Regions from separate parts of the Mus musculus genome. Here regions 1, 3, 4, 5 and 6 are each linked to region 2. The links are chromatin contacts, called in public Hi-C, HiChIP or PLAC-seq and promoter capture Hi-C maps. All regions are on one chromosome and are shown on one strand. Each heading gives the region's core, a stretch centred on a gene start, on an enhancer-like site or on the middle of the called end of the contact. The rest is flanking DNA. Distances are from core to core; before and after follow the strand shown.

Evidence for each region. A called contact is a pair of places that touch in the nucleus more often than the background predicts. HiChIP or PLAC-seq counts read pairs in DNA pulled down with a chosen protein or histone mark. Capture Hi-C pulls out chosen DNA fragments and counts their contacts.
Region 1: an H3K27ac HiChIP or PLAC-seq map of extraembryonic endoderm stem cells shows a contact between it and region 2, with 8 times the contacts expected there. The contact joins the promoter of Rbbp6 here to the promoter of Usp31 in region 2. A contact is called at or near these places in 3 of 39 promoter capture datasets (embryonic stem cells, liver and pre-B cells), 2 of 484 Hi-C or Micro-C datasets (B cells and adipose-derived mesenchymal stem cells), 3 of 115 datasets of contacts at active chromatin or transcription factors (embryonic stem cells, extraembryonic endoderm stem cells and large pre-B cells) and 1 of 9 other capture datasets (liver).
Region 3: a contact with region 2 is called in a promoter capture Hi-C map of liver, with 2.3 times the contacts expected there. The contact joins the promoter of Rexo5 here to the promoter of Usp31 in region 2. A contact is called at or near these places in 5 of 39 promoter capture datasets (the 3T3-L1 cell line, liver, neutrophils and 1 more), 1 of 484 Hi-C or Micro-C datasets (CD4 T cells), 1 of 115 datasets of contacts at active chromatin or transcription factors (astrocytes) and 1 of 9 other capture datasets (liver).
Region 4: a contact with region 2 is called in an H3K27ac HiChIP or PLAC-seq map of microglia, with 7 times the contacts expected there. The contact joins the promoter of Pdzd9 here to the promoter of Usp31 in region 2. A contact is called at or near these places in 4 of 39 promoter capture datasets (hippocampal neurons, neutrophils, pre-B cells and 1 more), 2 of 115 datasets of contacts at active chromatin or transcription factors (astrocytes and microglia) and 2 of 9 other capture datasets (adipose tissue and liver).
Region 5: a contact with region 2 is called in a Hi-C map of CD4 T cells, with 6 times the contacts expected there. The contact joins the promoter of Tnrc6a here to the promoter of Usp31 in region 2. A contact is called at or near these places in 1 of 484 Hi-C or Micro-C datasets (CD4 T cells) and 1 of 9 other capture datasets (adipose tissue).
Region 6: a contact with region 2 is called in a promoter capture Hi-C map of adipose tissue, with 2.8 times the contacts expected there. The contact joins the promoter of Lcmt1 here to the promoter of Usp31 in region 2. A contact is called at or near these places in 1 of 39 promoter capture datasets (pre-B cells), 3 of 484 Hi-C or Micro-C datasets (B cells, CD4 T cells and LSK cells) and 1 of 9 other capture datasets (adipose tissue).

What each region holds. Positions count from the first base shown.
Region 1 is chr7:122,969,169-122,972,192 of GRCm38.p6, forward strand. It overlaps Rbbp6 (retinoblastoma binding protein 6, ubiquitin ligase), which reads left to right and starts at 1,396. Exons shown (of 18, transcript NM_011247.2): 1 at 1,396-1,959. The coding sequence starts at 1,794. It overlaps 4930413G21Rik (RIKEN cDNA 4930413G21 gene), which reads right to left and starts at 1,291. Exons shown (of 1, transcript NR_045614.1): 1 at 1-1,291.
Region 2 is chr7:121,706,021-121,708,831 of GRCm38.p6, forward strand. It overlaps Usp31 (ubiquitin specific peptidase 31), which reads right to left and starts at 1,422. Exons shown (of 16, transcript NM_001033173.2): 1 at 616-1,422. The coding sequence starts at 1,233.
Region 3 is chr7:119,792,758-119,795,535 of GRCm38.p6, forward strand. It overlaps Rexo5 (RNA exonuclease 5), which reads left to right and starts at 1,365. Exons shown (of 20, transcript NM_001370778.1): 1 at 1,365-1,454; 2 at 1,619-1,745. The coding sequence starts at 1,623. Eri2 (exoribonuclease 2) reads right to left here and starts at 1,301. Exons shown (of 9, transcript NM_027698.5): 1 at 1,161-1,301. The coding sequence starts at 1,183.
Region 4 is chr7:120,668,673-120,671,659 of GRCm38.p6, forward strand. Pdzd9 (PDZ domain containing 9) reads right to left here and starts at 1,671. Exons shown (of 4, transcript NM_001040136.2): 1 at 1,494-1,671. The coding sequence starts at 1,524.
Region 5 is chr7:123,122,571-123,125,445 of GRCm38.p6, forward strand. It overlaps Tnrc6a (trinucleotide repeat containing 6a), which reads left to right and starts at 1,315. Exons shown (of 24, transcript NM_144925.3): 1 at 1,315-1,762; 2 at 2,098-2,145. The coding sequence starts at 1,758.
Region 6 is chr7:123,376,634-123,379,333 of GRCm38.p6, forward strand. It overlaps Lcmt1 (leucine carboxyl methyltransferase 1), which reads left to right and starts at 1,349. Exons shown (of 11, transcript NM_025304.3): 1 at 1,349-1,622. The coding sequence starts at 1,516.

The DNA.
Region 1 (3,024 bases), core at 146-2,645, 1.3 Mb after region 2:
TAAAATGGAATGAGGACCCTGCAACCCAGCAAGCATTCCCTTCTTTGAAAACTCGAAAAATGCACGGCTGTTGGCTTTAGGTTTCTATCTTATAAATTGGAGATATTTTTTTGCTGTTGTTTATTTGACATTTATTAGGCCCCCTGTATTGAGGCACAGATATGCCAGGCATGGTCTTAAATATTGAAATATACTCATGGATTTAATTCTTTATTCTCTGACAGCGTCTTTGGGAGAACGGAGTTACTTCCGACCTAGGAGACTGGGCTCCAGAATTTGCAAACATCAGCGGTCAACGCGGTGCCTAGTACAAGGTAAGAGTCGGACACAGCTCTTAAGATGCTGCTGGTGGTGATGATGGTCCATTCTCACCAGCAGCTTTGGAAGAGCTCAGGGTATACAGTCTGTTAGGAGAGGAGTTGGTGAGCAGCCATCACAGTGATGAGACTCGTGCGTGGGTGGAATTCGCGGTTCACCCCCTCCGCACTTTGGGGCCTCCGCCGCTTAAGCGCCCCTTCCAGACCCGCCCGGTGGGACGGTCCGCCTCCCCCTCTCTGCGGACCCACGTAGTTTCTCCTGTTCTCCGCGTAGCCTCAGGTTCCACGCCGCAAGTCACAAAGCGCCGGGTCACGTGGGCGGGCCGGTGCGCTTTGTGACGCAGACGGCCCCGCCCCCGGCCCGCCTATCGGCGCACGCCCAAGCCCCGCCTCGCGTGCGCCGCCCGTGCAGTCCCTGCTTAAGAGACCCCGGAGTGGGGGCGCTCGCCCGAAGCCAGGCCGCGTCCGCCATAGTGCCTGGCGCGGAGGTGTCGTCGGCGCAGGGTGCGGGCCGGAGAGCGCCCGGGGTTGGGGGGGCAGAACAAAAAAAAAATAATAATAATAAAGAGGGAATCCAGCGACGCCCTCGCCGCCGCCCGACCGTTTCCGGGCTTCCCGACGCGGTCGTGGGCTCAGAGGCGACAGGAGCGGGAGCAGCGCGAGGAGCAGCAAGAGGAAGAGTCGGGCAGCCTCGGTGGTGTCCCCGGGGCCAACGAAGCCGCCTTCCGGGGCCCGGGGTGGTGAGGAAGGGCCTCGCGGCCTAGCTGGGCCCCGCACCGGCTTTGTGTCAGGCGGCGGCGGGGGGGAGGCGGAGCCGAACCGGGCGGCCGCTGGAAGGCCTCTCCTCCGCCGACCGCGCGATCTCGGCCTAGGCCGCGGGCCGCTCGTGGCCTCCGGGGAGCAGGCGCCAGGGTGTGTGTGCGGTGGGGGCCTGGGCCTGGGGACGCCGACGCCGGTCGTCCGGAAGCCGGGAGGAGGCGAGAGGCCGCTCGTGGACTCCGGGCCTAGGCCCTCTCCCCGCAACCTTCTCCCGGGGCCTGGGTCACCCCCATCCACGGAGAGAGACTAGCCGGGAGGTGCGGCCGCTATGGACCCCTGACCCCGCGGGGTCATTCGGACTCTAACGTGTGGACTGACCGCTACTGACTGCACCGCCTGCCCCCGTCTCCTGCCGGCCCTTAGCATGAGCGAGTGGGACCCAGCCGGGTGACATTGTGCCGGTTGGCGGATCCTCGATTGCCCCCTTTCCTGTCTTGCTCCTCCCTCATGAAGCGATTCTGAGTACGGGGGGTTCCGGATTATTGTTCTCACGGACCCCCGCTTGTGGTTGGGGGGGTATTTAATCTGAGGCCTTAGGGTCCTTCGTTGTCTTTTGAGTGTTTTGTGTGTGTACATATTTTGCTCTTAAGTTTATAAATATACATATATTGAGAGTGTCCACGTCTCCTCGCTGAACCTTAGGAATCTTTTGCCACAATGTCCTGTGTGCACTATAAATTTTCCTCTAAACTCAACTACGACACCGTCACTTTTGATGGGCTCCATATCTCCCTCTGCGATTTAAAGAAGCAGATTATGGGGAGAGAAAAGCTGAAAGCTGCCGATAGCGATCTGCAGATCACCAACGCACAGACGAAAGAAGGTAAGAGGCACACGGGCCGCAGATATTTATTGGGGGGAGGGGGGGGCGTCAAGGTTGGTATTTTAAGTTTCTTGTTTCAGGCTTGAACTCCATTCTTACCCGTTGTCATACACAGAGTTTCATTGATAGCCAAGGATTGCAGCACCCGACCTTGGAGTTTAACTGGCCTTCTGAATGCTGGGATCTGTCTTACCTAGCAGGCTGGTTTTCAAAATGGGGCCCCACCTCCTCCTTAATTAAAGTTTTTTAAACAGTGGGATTGGGTTGAAAAGAGAAAAGGGTTGCTACCTGAGTCTGTTGGGTGTTTGCCTTGTGGCCTTTCCCTAACTTGTTTTTCCATCAGGAGAGGAAAGCCTGTGTAAGGTTTCCTATTGGTTAAAGCAGCAGTAGATATAACTTGTTGGCTAATCTAGCAGCGTTTTGAAGCTGATAGCAATTGTCCACTGGCCTTTTATTTATTTATACGGGGTTGCTTGTAGAAAAGGTATTTTTGAGGATTTAGTTAGTGCTGGAATTGGTTTTGTATTTAAAAAAATGTTCTGAGGTGAACACTCTGAGGTGTAATTCCAGAATTAGTGATATTTACTCAAAAGTTATATTCTGTAGCCCAGACTGGCCTCCAACCCCAACAACCCCTTTTGAGCTTCCCAAGTGTGGGGAATGCAGGTGTTAGACCACACTTAACTGTTAAGCAGTTCAGAAAAGTTTCAAAGTGCAAGGCCCTGGGCTCTTCATCCGACACCACCAAAATATATGTGTGTGTGTTTTTCTAAAAAGAATGCTACCATGTGTGAATGTAAGTAAGCCACTGGTTATAAAATTTGAGCTCTTCATTTTAAAAGTAATTGGGTCTAGGTCCCATCTGTCTGTCTGTCTCTCTGATAGTTTCTCTGTGTAGTCCTGACTGCCCTGGAACTCGGATCCACCTGCTTCTGCCTCTCTAGTGCTGGGATTAAAGGTGTTGCGCCACCTTGAACTCGGATCTCTTGCCTCTGCCTTTGAGTGCTGAAATCAAAGGGGTGCACCACCACCCCTGAAAACATCATAGTACTGGGACTTGCTGCC
Region 2 (2,811 bases), core at 172-2,671:
ACACGGGCAGCTGCAAGCCAAGGGCCAGGACCACCTCCTCCATCTATTACATCATCAAGTTCTGCCTTCTTCAAAGTACTATCTGATAACACCTGGTTCATTGTACTTAAGAATAGAAAGAAAAAAAAAAAAGCACTAAGCATGAACGGTACTAACATAGCTAAAGCACTTTATGTATCACACTGAACCCGCTAGAAGTGCCCAAACTGGGTAATCTCGCTGTCCAACGTAACCTGTCAACTTGCTAAACGTAAGTACCAGGTAAACGGGAGCATAAAGAGGCTCAGTGGTTTACTACTTAAGAAGCAGAAGCCGGATTCGAACCCAGATGGATAGATACTCTCCCACCAATACCCGCTCCAAAGATTGAAGTTCCATGAAGGCAGGGTCTTGGTCCTGGCAACATCCATCCCCAAGGCGGATCACAGGACCTGGCGCCCATGTTCTGGCGCTCGGAAGCCAAGCTGGCTGGATGAATGGTGGGAGGAATGCGTTCCTTTGTCATCTGGGTTATCTTCCAGAACTCTCTGAGCATCCAGCGCAGAAATCCTCCCGGCCCGAAGAGGAGGAGCCCAAGAAGCGCCCGAGCTCCAAGGCCCCCCGCCCCGGGCTCACCTTGAAGTCGCGGCTGTGTTGCGGGGTGTACTCCAGCGTCCAGAGCGCCCGCACCAGATGCGCCAGCTGCTCGGTGACCTCGCCCTGGCCGTGCGGCCCGCGGCCCGCCGGCTGCTCCGACTCCGGCTCTGGCTCCGGTCGGCCCGCCCGGTACTGGCCCAGAGCCAGGTACTCGGCGAAGAGCTCGGTGTTACTGAGGCACTGCAGCGTGGCGTTCATGAAGCACGTGTTGCCGTGGTTGCGGAGCCCCGCCACGCCGGGCACCGGCTCCGAGGCGCAGGCGGGAGGCGCGGGCGAGGCGGGCGGCGGCGGGCACGGCGGCGGCGTGGGCGCGGAGGCCGGCCCGGGCGGGAAGCAGCTGCGGAGGCCGCCGCGGTCCGGGGCGGCGCCCTCGGAGCTGAGGTGCGAGAGCGTGGACAGCGTCTTGAGGACGCGGCTCATGAAACTGCCCACCGAGCGCGCCGACGACGGCGACGAGGGCGCGGCCGGCCCGGGGCCGCCAGCGCCGCCGCCGCCCCCCGCGCGGCCACTCCGGAACAGCCGCTTGCTGAACGAGCGCTTCTCCTTCCCGCCCGCCGCCACCGGCGGCCCGGGCCCGGGCGCCGTTACCTTGGACATGGCGGCGGTTGCCGACGCTCATCACCGCGCCAGTCCGCCCGGACCGCGACTCCGCCACGGCCGCCGCCGCATCCCGCCGCCTGCGCCTCACCCGGCCCGGGGGGCTTCACGCCCTACACCACCTCAGAGCGCCGCGGAGAGAGCGAGCAAGAGAGCGGCGACCGAGGGGCGCGCGTGCGTCGCGCGGCCGCCCAAGTGGGCAGCTCACGTGACTCGCTGGCATCGCAGCCCCGCCCCGCACTGAAGCTGCGAGGCCGCCATATTGACTGTGGGAACAGCTCTCTCCCTGAACCCTGATTCAAGGACTCCCTCGGCTTAGGGCGTGGTTCTGCGTGTTGAAGCTCAAGACTGGCCATGTTTAGTATGGGCACGGTCCTAAACGTTAGGGCAGGCGCTGGATGGTGGATTTTAGGGGTGGGTCTCTGTCTTTGCTTGTCAAATAGAAAAGATCTAGAGAAAGTACTGAAATCAAGCTGCCACGTACCAGGTGGCAGAGGAGCTGATAGATACAGCTTTGTCTTGTCCCAGGCGGGTTAACTCAGCCTGGCTCCCGAGGGACTGCCGCGTACCCACCCGAACGTGGTCACGGAGCTGGCACATTCTGGTGGGCTTTTCTTTCAGGATGTACCTTGAGGTCTCAGCAAAGTAATATTATTAGAATTGCCTTGCTGAAAAGTTTTGTAAAATACAGCCTTTAAATCCTCTGAGCTCTCCCTTTAATCACTCAATAAACTGAGCATTTGCTCATTCATTCATTCAATCATTCATTCATCCATCCATTCATTCAGTAAATATAGCAACTGAACACTTGCTGTTTGCCAAATACTGTACTAAACTCTAAGGATACGACAAGACTGAAACTAACTGAGTTTCTGCTTGCCTTCCTATAGTGTACACTCTCAGTAGGTATTCATTCATGATTACCTCTGTATTCCACACACTATGCCAATCATGGAATACCTTCCTTGGTTTTCAGTTCAGTGCCTTTGACATCTCATTTAAACCCAAGTTTGGCTCAAAGACTTAACCTTTAAACCAAGGGTCACAGATGCACTACTATCGCAGAGGCTAGATAGGTCATAGCAATGAACAAAGAATCCTGGTGAGGGGTCGGTCATCTGCTGATCAGGTCATACTTCACATATCTTGGGAATACAAGAAATGTTGTGGACAGCGGCAACCTGCTAATTAACATTCTTCTAAAGAGATGGCTTTCGCTCACCTCCAGTCAGTTGTTCCCATGTGAGAATGAGGGCTTAGTGTTGCCAGATCAGCTGATTTTTAGAGAAAAGGTGGAAATTCTATTTTTAAATGTTGGTTCAATTTTTTTTAAAGGAAAAAAAACTGCATGGGAGAACAGCGTGCATTAAGGCTGCCTACTACTCAAAATCCACTGGTTTCTGACCTTCTCTTTGTATGTTCTCTTTGCTAAGAGATGAGCCTGAGCCCTGGTTACTGCAAAAAACAGATAATGGGAAAGAAAGCCCATAACATTTTAAAGATAGAAAGGCCACCCTACACCCATCTCAAAGCAAATAGTTTTGGCCTCTAGATTTCTACTCAATACTAAATATGGTA
Region 3 (2,778 bases), core at 115-2,614, 1.9 Mb before region 2:
TTTAAAAGTCCTAGGTCCTTGTGCGAATGGCCATCCTCTCTTGAGTTTAGTGTCCATTTTACCTGAGCGGGCTTCACAAACACTACTCTTACCTGTTCACGTTTTATAGTAGTACCGAGGAATTGACTATAAAGATGTATTTTTCAAGCCTTTGCTATGTACCAAGGGGATGATGCCTGTGCTTAAACTCTAAAAATGGAGGGGAGAAAGATTACCAGAGTACTACTGAAAGGTAATCTATGATTAAAAACAAAAACAAAAACAAAACAAACAAACCTCCCAACAGCAATACACTGCAGTCCAAAGAAGGGAAGATCCCAAATGATGACGAATACAACTTTAAGTAGACAGACACCTGGAATAGTTATTTTGGCTATTTGAAAAAGACAAGACGTGAGGCCAATGTAGGGATTTGGAATGAAAAACTAACATTTACTAGTCACTTCTTCAGCAAATATTTAATTAGGATGGTGACTTCTTTTAAACAATTCTAGGTGGTAGACATGTCTGCAACCTGTATTTTATGCAAGAGAAAAGTAAATGATTTGCCTAAAGATGGCCATAGTATGTTAACCTTTGACAGGACTTTTCACGCTTGAATCCTATGCTATTCATTAATACATCAGATAGGGGTTTTGTTTTGAATCTGGTTTTGTTGTTGTTTTGAGACAGTCTCACTATTTAGCCATCGCCTGCTTGAACATCACCATGAGGACCAGGCTGGCCTCCAACTTTCCATGCTGGTATTGTAGGTCCATTCCACTATGCCTGGTAAGTTTGATACTGTGTCCACAATCTCAACAAATGTGTACAACGCATCCAAAAATCTGTGCACAGCATATTCCCCCCCACCCCCCCCCAAAAAACCTGAGAGAGTCTGTGGTAATTCTGACAATAAAACTGGACTAGGCAGGTCACTTGGGCGCAGTGGCACCTGCCTGAGAACAGTGTGCAGAGCTGTCACGTTCCAGGTCCCAGGGGTCTAGAATGAACAGACCTGATAGAGCATGCCACGGTAGGGAGGACCCGGGGTTTCTCGGGCTCCTCCAACTTGTCGCGAATGGCGACGTGGGGCCCGAGAAGACCAGGGCCCTTTTCAGATCCAGACCAAACGACTGCGGATGAACACCGCCCACCCTAAGGGGAACCCCCTAACGTACCGCGCCAGTCTCTTGGTCGCCATCCCCGGACCCTGGGTTTCGCAGAGTTCAACGGCCGGAAGTCGGACGCCCCCACTTCCGGTCTGTTTAAACGCCGGCGCGGCAAGGGAAGCGGGCGCTTGTAGAGCGGCGGCGGCCGTCGCCAGCGGTTTGTGGGCGTTGCATAGGGGGCGGTTCGGGACCCGGGGGCGTGGACAGAGGCTTGAGGACCGGGAGCCCCTCGCTCTGCGCACGACGCGCCTCAGGGAGCGCTTTAAACTTCGCGACGGCTTAAATTGAGGAAAGGAGGCGTAGGTCTGTGGCCTTTTTTGCGAGGGCCAAGAGTGGTAAACTGGTTTGAGCCGCTTCAAGAGACAAACCAACCGTCACTCCTGTCTAGCGCTTTGCTGGAGAGAGGCCGCGACACGGTTTCCTGGTCGCCGCGGGGTCCTCAGCTCCAGCTGATCTTTCCCCTACAGCCTGATGGAGCAAGAGAAGGAGGAGGCGAACTCCAGGAAGAGGAAGGAGGCCCCGAACTCCTCGGCCTCGGCTACAGAGCGGGATGGACCTCCTTCGCATATTCAGGACCGCGAGCCACAAGCCAAGGTGAGCAGAGGAGAGAGCCCAGCAGGCTGGCCCGAAGTCACTTGTGGCTGGGAGTCACTTTCGCCAGCACCCGAAGGGTCCCTGCCGAAGGGTAAGGGCTCACCCACTGACCTCACTCAACTCTGCTCCCTTGGTTGTACCACCTCGTCCAGGCTCTCTCCATAGTTTAAAACTGACTTAGTGTCTGGTACACAGAATATTCATTTAACAAACATTTATTAAGATCCGTATAACAAAATATTTCAGGAATATCCATGCACACCTAAACAGGATTCTCTTGTTTTTATACAATATTTATGAAGAAGTAAAAATGAATGGTCATTTTGATGGGGAATTTATCCTGGGGAAATGATTAGATGGAGGAATGATACCAGTAATAAGAATGTTTGCCCTAGTATTTGTATTTTTAAATGTTTCATCGAAAAGAGAATTTTAAATATAAAATTTTCATTACATATTTAAAAATGCACTTAGCCTGAACCATTTTCTCATGTTAAAGTTGTGGTTATATAACTGACTGATAGGGAAAAATATAGATTAGGGTGGGGATGGTTAGAAAGCAGATGGATGTTTGTAAAGTCCCCTGGGTTGGAAACGGTAGTCCAGAGATTAAAAAGCTTGATCTTCGGAGGCTGCATTCCCGCTGTGGCTTTTAAACCTCTTTCTTCATTTCTTTGTTGTAAAATGGGAGTATGGTGATCCCCACTTAAAAGTTCTAAGAAATGATGTAGTACAAAGAAATTTCTCAAAACTGTGTGGCTAAGAGTCAGCAGTGTGGCTCAGTAATAGAGGACTTGCCTTGCATGTGCCCAGAATTCAGTCCCTAGAACAGAAACTCAAAAAAGTGGTTAATAGTAAATACCTAACCTTAGCTCAAGGCCATTGTATAAGTTAGGGTCTCTATTGCTGTGATAAAACACCATGACCTCATAACCAAAATCATCTTGTCTAGGGATGGGTTTATCTCAGCTCTCATAGCCAGATCACAGTCCTATTCACAATTCTTCACTAGAATTCAGGTCAAGAGCCAGGA
Region 4 (2,987 bases), core at 421-2,920, 1.0 Mb before region 2:
TCTTCGGTTTCCCCTTTGGGAAAATGAGTGTTGAAAAGTATGTGGAAGCTAAACAGGACAGGTAAAGGGCTGTTGTACGGTCTAGTACAGCATTAATAAAACCATTACCACCATCCATTCACTTGACAGTGTTTACTGATACAAGCAGTGTGCTCAGGCCCTGGATTAACTATGGGGACCCAGGTGGGCTAACTGCCCTTGTGGCTCTTACAGACTCATAGAAGACACAGCTGTCAGTCAGCCAGGTAAACACAAATTGGATGCTAAATAGAAAGGTCCAGAGAGCTCTGAACACAACAGGGACCTAAATTTCACATAGGGACAGGGACCAGCTTTCCCTGAAGGAGTAAATATGAATCAGAGTCAAAGTACCAACCAGCGGGGTAGAAGGGTCTAAGGCAAGAGGAAACCAGCCTTCGTGGGGCTGCCTGGAGCAGCATTGGCAGGTGGGGGAGGCCCACGGCCCGGCGATGGGCTGCTATCCAGGTCTACCTTAAGGAAATCTTGGAAGCAATTTAAGCTGGACATGATCTCAGGTTGTCATGGTTTTGAATAAAATCACCATCCTGGCTGCTGTGTGGAGCCCAGAATGGAGAGAAGAAGTAAAAGCAGACTGCAGTCCCTCAAGCATCTCACAGCCTGGCAGTAGAAATGGGCAGTGGTGGAACCACACAGCATCTGGGAGGAAAGACAGCATTCTGTACCACACGCAGCTCCTTCTGCAAGGGCTAGTGATGCTCTGAGATTCGCCAGGCCTCGGCCGAGTCTGTGTGTCTGGGGCATTTCCAGGATCACTGTTAAGATGGGCTTCTCAGCTTCCCGTGTCCAGTGGTAGGGACTCAAGAGGCTCACGGCAGTTCTCAAAGCAGATACCTTTGTTGGATAACTCCAACAACCTCAGTTGGAGAACTGAAGCTTACAAGTTAAATGTACTTATTAAGTAATCTTATTTCAAACAAACAAACAAACAAAATAGCAGTGGGATGGATGAGACGGCTCATCTGGTTAAGGCAGTCAAGCTGGACAAACTGACTTCAGTCCCCGGGGCTCACACGGTAGGAAGAGAGGACTCACACAAGGTCTCCCCGAAACCCCATACACCCAACAAAATATCATTTTAAAAGTTTAAAGAGAGAAGAGTGAAAGAACTAACTCAAAAATATCTTTACACATGGTTCCATGTTTAGTCACTGTCCATGGAAAAACTTCTAGAAAACAACAAAGCTACAAGAAATGGGGGTGAATAAAGGGCGATTAAGGGGAGTGAACATGTTCTCTTGTTTGAGTGTGGTAGTGGTCAAGAGTATTACATACTTGTGGAAACTCATAGAGCTGTCCACTAAAAAAGAACATCGCACTGCATGCAAAGTTATATCTCCAACAAACAATGGTGAGAGACTCCGACGTGTGGCTGACTGCCCATTTTACAGGAAAGGCAAATCTAGGAAGGCTTGGAACCCAAGGCATCACCCTCGTCCTGTTTCCCCGTTTACCATTTTTGCTTTTGAGAGAGCCCTTTTCCATTGCTCAGAGCAGGGCTCTCTTGATCCTCCCAAAGCCTAGGCTGGAATCTGTCCCAACTTCCAACAGTTTGGAATCCTCGAGACCCCAGATGAGGACCTCAGGCCACGGGGAATCCTCGATCCGTCCATCTCTTCGAATGGCCACCAGGGGGCGCTGCAAGGCTGCTTCCCAGATTTTGGGCAGCCCCGTAGTTGCCACACGGCTTCAGTAGACCCTGGAAAATGTGGCAAGAGTGAAAACTACTCCAATGTAGAGTATGAAAATTATATGGAAAACTTTTTTTCTGCAGGAATGAGCAGAGTGCCAGCTTCACACAAGCCTCTTCATTCATTGTGGGAAAACACTGGAGACAGAGTGAGAGTATAGAGGGGAGAGGGCCTCCATATGTGAGCAACAAGGCTGGGAGACTATAGAAGATCCCGGAATCCCCTGAATGGTGGTATTCAAACGTTGTTACATCAACAGCTCTAACTGCCGTGCCAGTGTACTTTACTCATGTGTGTTCTACATGAGAAAGGGCCAAGAATGGCCTGAAAACAGTGAGTCACTATTAGAGACAGATTATTGCTTCCTTTCATTTCCTAAAAATAATTCCTCCTCCCCCACAATTCACTCATACAACAAAAATCCACTGGAAGCCACGGTGTGGCTTGCGGGGATGCTGAGGACAGGAAAGTAGACGAGATGGACAGAAACTTTACCCTCCTGGAAACTGAATTTCCTTTTTTTTTTTTTTTTTTTTTAATCCCCCACTCCCCACAAGACTGTGTGTAATCTGTGTAGCCCTGGCTGTCCTGGAACTCACTCTGTAGACCAGGCCTCTACTGCCTCTGCCTGCCAAGTGCTGGGGTTAAAGGCACAAGACACCACTGCCTGGCTAGAACTTTTCTTTCTCTCCTTCTGCCCTCCTCTTCTTCCTCTCTTCCTCCTTCCTCTCCTCTTCCTCCCCCTCTTCTTCTTTGAGACATGGTTTTGTGTTTTGTTTTGTTTTGTTTTGTTTTGTTTTAATGTATCATTGGCTGTCCTGAAACTCAAACTCATAGAGATCCACCTGCCTCTGTCTCTAAAGTGCTGGATTAAAGGCTTGTGCCAGCATTGACCAGCTTGGAAATTGTATTTTTAACATAGATGAAGGAGAGAATTTTAGGAAAGTACAGATTATGGAAGACAAATTTTAGAAGATAAAATAGTATAATGAAGCGGATCACCACTCTGATGGAGGAAAAAATTAACCACCTTGCCCTGGGGCACTCTGTCCTGTAACAAATGGTTACCAAACACCTATTGAAAGTCTGGTGCTGTGCCAAGACTTTTAGGGTGAGCCTGGGTAGGTCTCAGCTTAGTCTTCTGTTTCTCTAGCTCTGCCCAAACAATAAACCAGGACGGATTTTCATTGGCTATACCCCTTCCTGCAGGGTTTTGTGCAAAGGGAACCTCCTGCTGCATTTCTTCTGATAGACCAC
Region 5 (2,875 bases), core at 65-2,564, 1.4 Mb after region 2:
ACCTAACCAAAGTTGATCCTGTGTGTGTGTGTGTGTGTGTGTGTGTGTGTGTGTGTGTGTGTGTTATAGATCACTAGAACTCAGGAGAGAGAGATAGGCAGATTTCTGAGTTTGAGTCCAGTCTGGCCTACATAGGCTAGCCAAGGATATAGAGTAAGACCCCCATCTCAAATAAATTAAAATGTAAAAATTACTAGCATTTATTTGTTATTCTTCATTTTGCAATTTGTAATTTTTTTCCAAAAAATGTTTATAGGGTGTTCATAAAATTAAGAACACCAAAAGAAGAAAAATGCAAAACAGACGTTAACATGCTGGCTAGTTCCTTTCTGGGCATTCATCCACTCATTAGCTAACTACAACACACATTTCTCCTAGAGCAGAAGCAGACAATCACAGAGCTTGTTTCATGGGAGAGACTGGAGCAGGTTTAAACCAGTTAAAGGACTTAGAATAGAAAAGGGCAAAAGAAGGTTGTCTGCAGAGCGAGTTTTCTGAGAAAGTAAAAGGGAGTAGATTTTAAGTAGAGGAGAAATGTGCAGATTACTAGCATTATATGCACCGAATATGTATGTACCTATGTGCATTATAATATCTTAATGCATTATATTGCAGCATCCCCCTTTGGGTATGTATCTTATTGTATTTACAATCAGGTATGTGTCTATATTGTAATTTAAGAAAATAATTGTAATAATTGTATCTTCATGTATTATATTACTGTATCTTATTTTATCTACATGTAGACTTACATACTTTACCTACAGACATGTATCTTACAGTGTTCACATGTAAGAATTTTTGGGTGTTCACATGTCTTTCTGAGAACTAGTATGGCATCTGCGTTTCCATTCTTTTATTGTAACCAAGACCCCAGGTATTGCAAGTAGCTGCGTTTAATGCCACCTCATAGCATTAGATGTCGTAGCTGGCTACAGTTATTCAACCTTTCCTGTGCATTTGAGTTAATATCTTGATTGTGAAGTACTTAAAAGTGATACCCAAATGGTTATTTCTTGAGCAGAGAAATTCGTGCAAGTGGAATTGCTGAGTCAAGGGTGTGTAAAAATTTGAGGCACAAAAATAAAAAAAATGAAACTTCTGGGATGCATTCTTCACCTGGGAAGAGGCACAAATCGAGAGGTTAAATAAATGTGGCTGAAGGTCAAAAGTAATTAGATGTGGGTGAATTTAAAAAACGGCGCGGGCTAGTCTGGCAGCGGCAGGGGTGGAATTTGCGGTTTGCTGGATTTTTTTTTTTTTTTTTTTTTTAAAGGCGTGTTTCTGTAAGGGAGGGGCCGGGCCGAGGGGAAGGAAACTTGTGTCGCAGTAAAGAAGGAGGAGGGGATGGTCCGAGGCAAGCCCGAGCCAGCCTCGGCGAAAAAGGCCGCGCTCCGCTCTTGCCAGGCCCCAGAGCCGCTCGTGGGGAACCTCGGAGTTCCCCGACAGCTCCGGCGAAGTCCTGGACGCGTCAGACAGTTGTCAAGTGGCTGCCTCGTCCGGCAGGCCTAGTTGCTAGGACCTCCATCTTGGGGCTCCCGGGCCACGGCGCCCCCGGAAGGGGTTGCGAGTGGGGCATTCACTTCCGGTCTGGGGCCTGCGGCGGCAGCGGTGGCGGCGGCGGCGGCGGCGGCAGCGGGACGGTGTAGAAAATGGCGCTGGTGCAGCGGCTCGGGCCTGTCCCCGCGGCGCTGCGGAGGGCTTGAGGCTCGCGAGCCTCGTTCCCCGCGCCTCACGCGCTAGTGCACTTTACACACATGAGGTGAGCGGACCGGAGGGGAGGCTCGCTCGGGGGGCCAGGAGCCAGCCTCCGGCGCTGCCGCAGGACCCCCTCGGGCTGATGGGCGGCGGCGCGGGGCAGTCCCCGGGGGGACGCGGGCGTGGGCGGGAGTCCCGGGCGGTCCGGGAAGCTTGGTCCGGCGCGGGCTACGGCTCTGGGCTCGGTCGCCCTGGGCTCGGCGGCCCGCAGCGCTGCAGCCCGCAGCCCCGCCCCTCCCCCACCGCGCGGGCGCTCTGCCGCAGCAGCTCCGTTTTCACGCGCATCCCCTCCCCCCGTTTTTTTTTTTTTTTTGTGTTTGTTTTTGTTTGCTATTTCAGAGAATTGGAAGCTAAAGCTACCAAAGACGTAGAGAGAAATCTTAGCAGGTAAGATGGGCGAGCCTTCGGTCTCCCGCCCCTTTATAATCGTGTGTTTCCACTCTGCTTCGCTCTTCCTGGGTTTACGGACCCCCCCCCCCCAACCTCCACCCCCACCCCCCAACCCCGTGTCATTTGCTTTCGCACTCACGGAACAGACATTCGGGAGAAACGGCCTCAGGGAATATTGCATGGGGGGGGCATTGCAGGGAGACGCGTAATTACGAGTGTGTTCGTTCTTAAAAAGAAAAGCAAAAGGCAGTTCTTGTAAACTTAGTTAAAGCATTCTCACCCTTTTAGAATTTAATTAGGGGACTTGTGCATTAATTACTATTGTAAATGGTTGCAGGCATTGTGTGACTCATGATTGAGGCGGCCCTTATGGCGGGCTGTCAAACTGTTTTGGCTTCCCCGTTATTACTTTGTAGCTAAATTGTTGCCTTTATAAAAAGATACTATGTGTTCACATTTTTTCCTCTCTGTCTCTGCACATTGTAGTCAGGCGGATTCTGTTGCATTGGAAACAGTTTTGTCCTTGAACTTCATGAAGCATAAACTGCGTTTTGTTTTCCTTTGAAACTACATTTTAGTCTGTGTTCAGTGTGTGCTCTTTTTATCAGTTGGGAAAGTAATTAAAAATTGTTACCAGTAAGTGATTATCACTTCTGCTGGGTCTGAGTGCTTTTGCACTGGTAACTGGTAAGCATCAAATACTACCTCAAAAGAGAAGTGGGGTTTT
Region 6 (2,700 bases), core at 99-2,598, 1.7 Mb after region 2:
ATATATAGGTTGATTTGCTGTTTTCTTTTTTAAGGAATTGAGTCAGTATGTAGCTCAGTTGGTAGAATATTTTCTAGATTGCACTAAACTCAGGGTTTGAGCCTCAATAGTGTACAAATTACATGTGGTTACACATACCTACAATCCCAGCACTGGAGACGTGTAGGCACCAGAAGTTCAAGGTCATTGAATTAGAAGTTCAAGGTCATTTTTGGCTACACAGTGAGTTAAAGGCCAGGCTTCATTATAGGAGAACTCATCTAGTTTTTCTTTTTTTAATTTGAAATATAGTCTTGCTATATTATCCAGGCTGACCTCCAACACTAGGCTCAAAGGATCCTATTGCTCTCGCTTCCCAAACATTCTCTCTCTCTCTTCCTCTCTCTCTCTCTCTCTCTCTCTCTCTCTCTCTCTCTCTGTGTGTGTGTGTGTGTGTGTGTGTGTGTGTTTCTGAGCTCAGATCCAAAAACCCTGGAAAGGGTGGGCAAGTGTTTATCACTGCCCTATCGCCACAGAATTTTTATGGGTATGATTTAGACTTCTTAAAGCTAGAGCTTATCCCTTCCTCTCTCCCAAACAACAAACAAAATAGAAAATAACCCTTCAATTTTATTTAGAGTTTTATAGTGATCCATTATGGAATACCTGTAAAGTACACTGCACACGCACAATTATGAAACATATTTACTCATTTGAGAAACTGTCCTCCCTCTGTCCTTTCACTGGTTTCTCTTCCCCCACCTTCCCCATTCATGTCACCTAAACCTTGATTTCTATTCACTTGTTCCTCAGTCCCGCAGACTATTTTGATTACATCTGTTGATTCTGAAACAGAGTTCAAGAAATTTTGTAGCCCCATCCCCAATTTACTCTCATGGTTACAAAGTTTTCCATTTTGTTCTTCACAACTCTCTCTTTCACAACTTTTTCCCCCTTTTCTTTCTGAGAACCCTACTCCCAGGCGAGCGCTCTGAGCTATGTTCCTAGTCACTTCCTAACATCTCAAAGGCATTGATTAGCACAGGACCTGACACAGTGTTGACTCCCCGACTAGAAGTTTGTTACAGTGTTGAATGATCTAAATGGAGACAGAAAGTTAATACATTAAACTTGCTTCTTTTGGGTGGACTCTCTGCCCTTCAGCCCTGAATTGACTGTGTTTGTAAGTTACTGAGCGACAAGAAGCCACTAAGACTACATTTCCCAAAAAGGATTGCGGCGCCACCAGCATGTCCGGGCTCTCTAGAAACTTCCGGGTTGTGCGGGCGGAGCCTAAAGAATCCTCCAATGGTCTGACTGGACGAGGAACTTGGTCCGACAAACGTCATGTCCCGGGAGCCAGTCAGCTGAAAGGTGGGTGGGCGGTGCGGGGGCGGCGTCACTGAGCAGCGCCCGCCTATCGCGCCTTATCTTTGCAGCTTTAGTCGGTGCCTGTTTCTTGCCTCTTTCCCCCACTGCTCGTTTCCCCGTTTCCATGTCCCTGGTGGGTGCCGCACCCCAGAACATCCCACGCACATGGCCTCCAGCTCGAGGGAGTCCTCGTTCTCTTCCTGCTCGTCGAGCTGTGACTTGGACGACGAGGGAGTGCGCGGCACCTGCGAAGATGCTTCTCTCTGCAAGAGGTGCCTGGGGGCGCTGGGTTTGGGATGGGAGCTGGTGTCCCGAGCCTAGGTGGCTAGAGGGCCACTGACCAAGGCATACGCTAGGACACTGGGAAGGGGCTGTCGCACTCATCTGGAGCGGCCCTGGCTTCACACCTGGGAAGTGCACGGAGCAGGGAGAGGTTCATTTAAGTCACAATTAACGAGTGTGTGTGAACCCGGGGTACCACGACTGGGAGTAAGGCTCTGAACAAAGCTTGCAAGATCTTAGCCTTCAGGAAAGACAGGGTGTGTTGCAAGTAATAACTACAGCTTTGCTGGGTTAGAAAAGGAACTTTGCTTGGTAGGTTACAATCCTGTTGAAATTGGTCATTATTCCCCATTGTGCAGCTGAAGCTCAAGTCTATGAGGGAGGGGTAGATTGCAGGTCCCAGCACCCGCAGTGTTTGTAGAATCAGCACTATACATAGGTCACAGTATTTATGGAGTTGTAGTAGGTGGTGGTGGTGGGTCTTGTCAGTGCACAAGAAAACATAAAGCTTGCATGTCCTTCATTCCTGCAACAAAGCTATTGAGACAGTACACTGTGCCTTACTTTGAGCTAATTGGTAGGGTTTGCTTTCAGTGATTGCAAATACTTAAAGGAGCAAAACAGACATGGTGTTGACATACTAGACTCACAGCCTCGTTGGGAGGAGCAGTAAACTCATACTTTAGTGTTGGGCTCTTGGAGATGTCTTTAGAGTTTGAAATTTATCCAGGGATGTTTAAACTGGCAAGAAAAAGCCTGAGACAGGGAAGTAGGACAATGTTCAGAACTAGGGACGAGTGTGGGCTTTGGAACAATTAGGACAATGCCCTGGAGAGAGGCGTGGGCTGGGGGCCAGAGAGGTGTTATAGTGTGGGGAATACAAGTTTTGGAATGAAGTGTTGCACTCTTTGTAGGGTCTTAGAAACTAAGCAATGGGATTTAAAGCATCAGTCCTGGAGCCAGACTGCCTAAGCTATATAAACTTGGGCAAGTTCCTAATGTGTATGTGTGTGTGTGTTGGGGGCATGCATGTGTGGGTGACTACCTGTGCATCCTAGAGGAGGATGT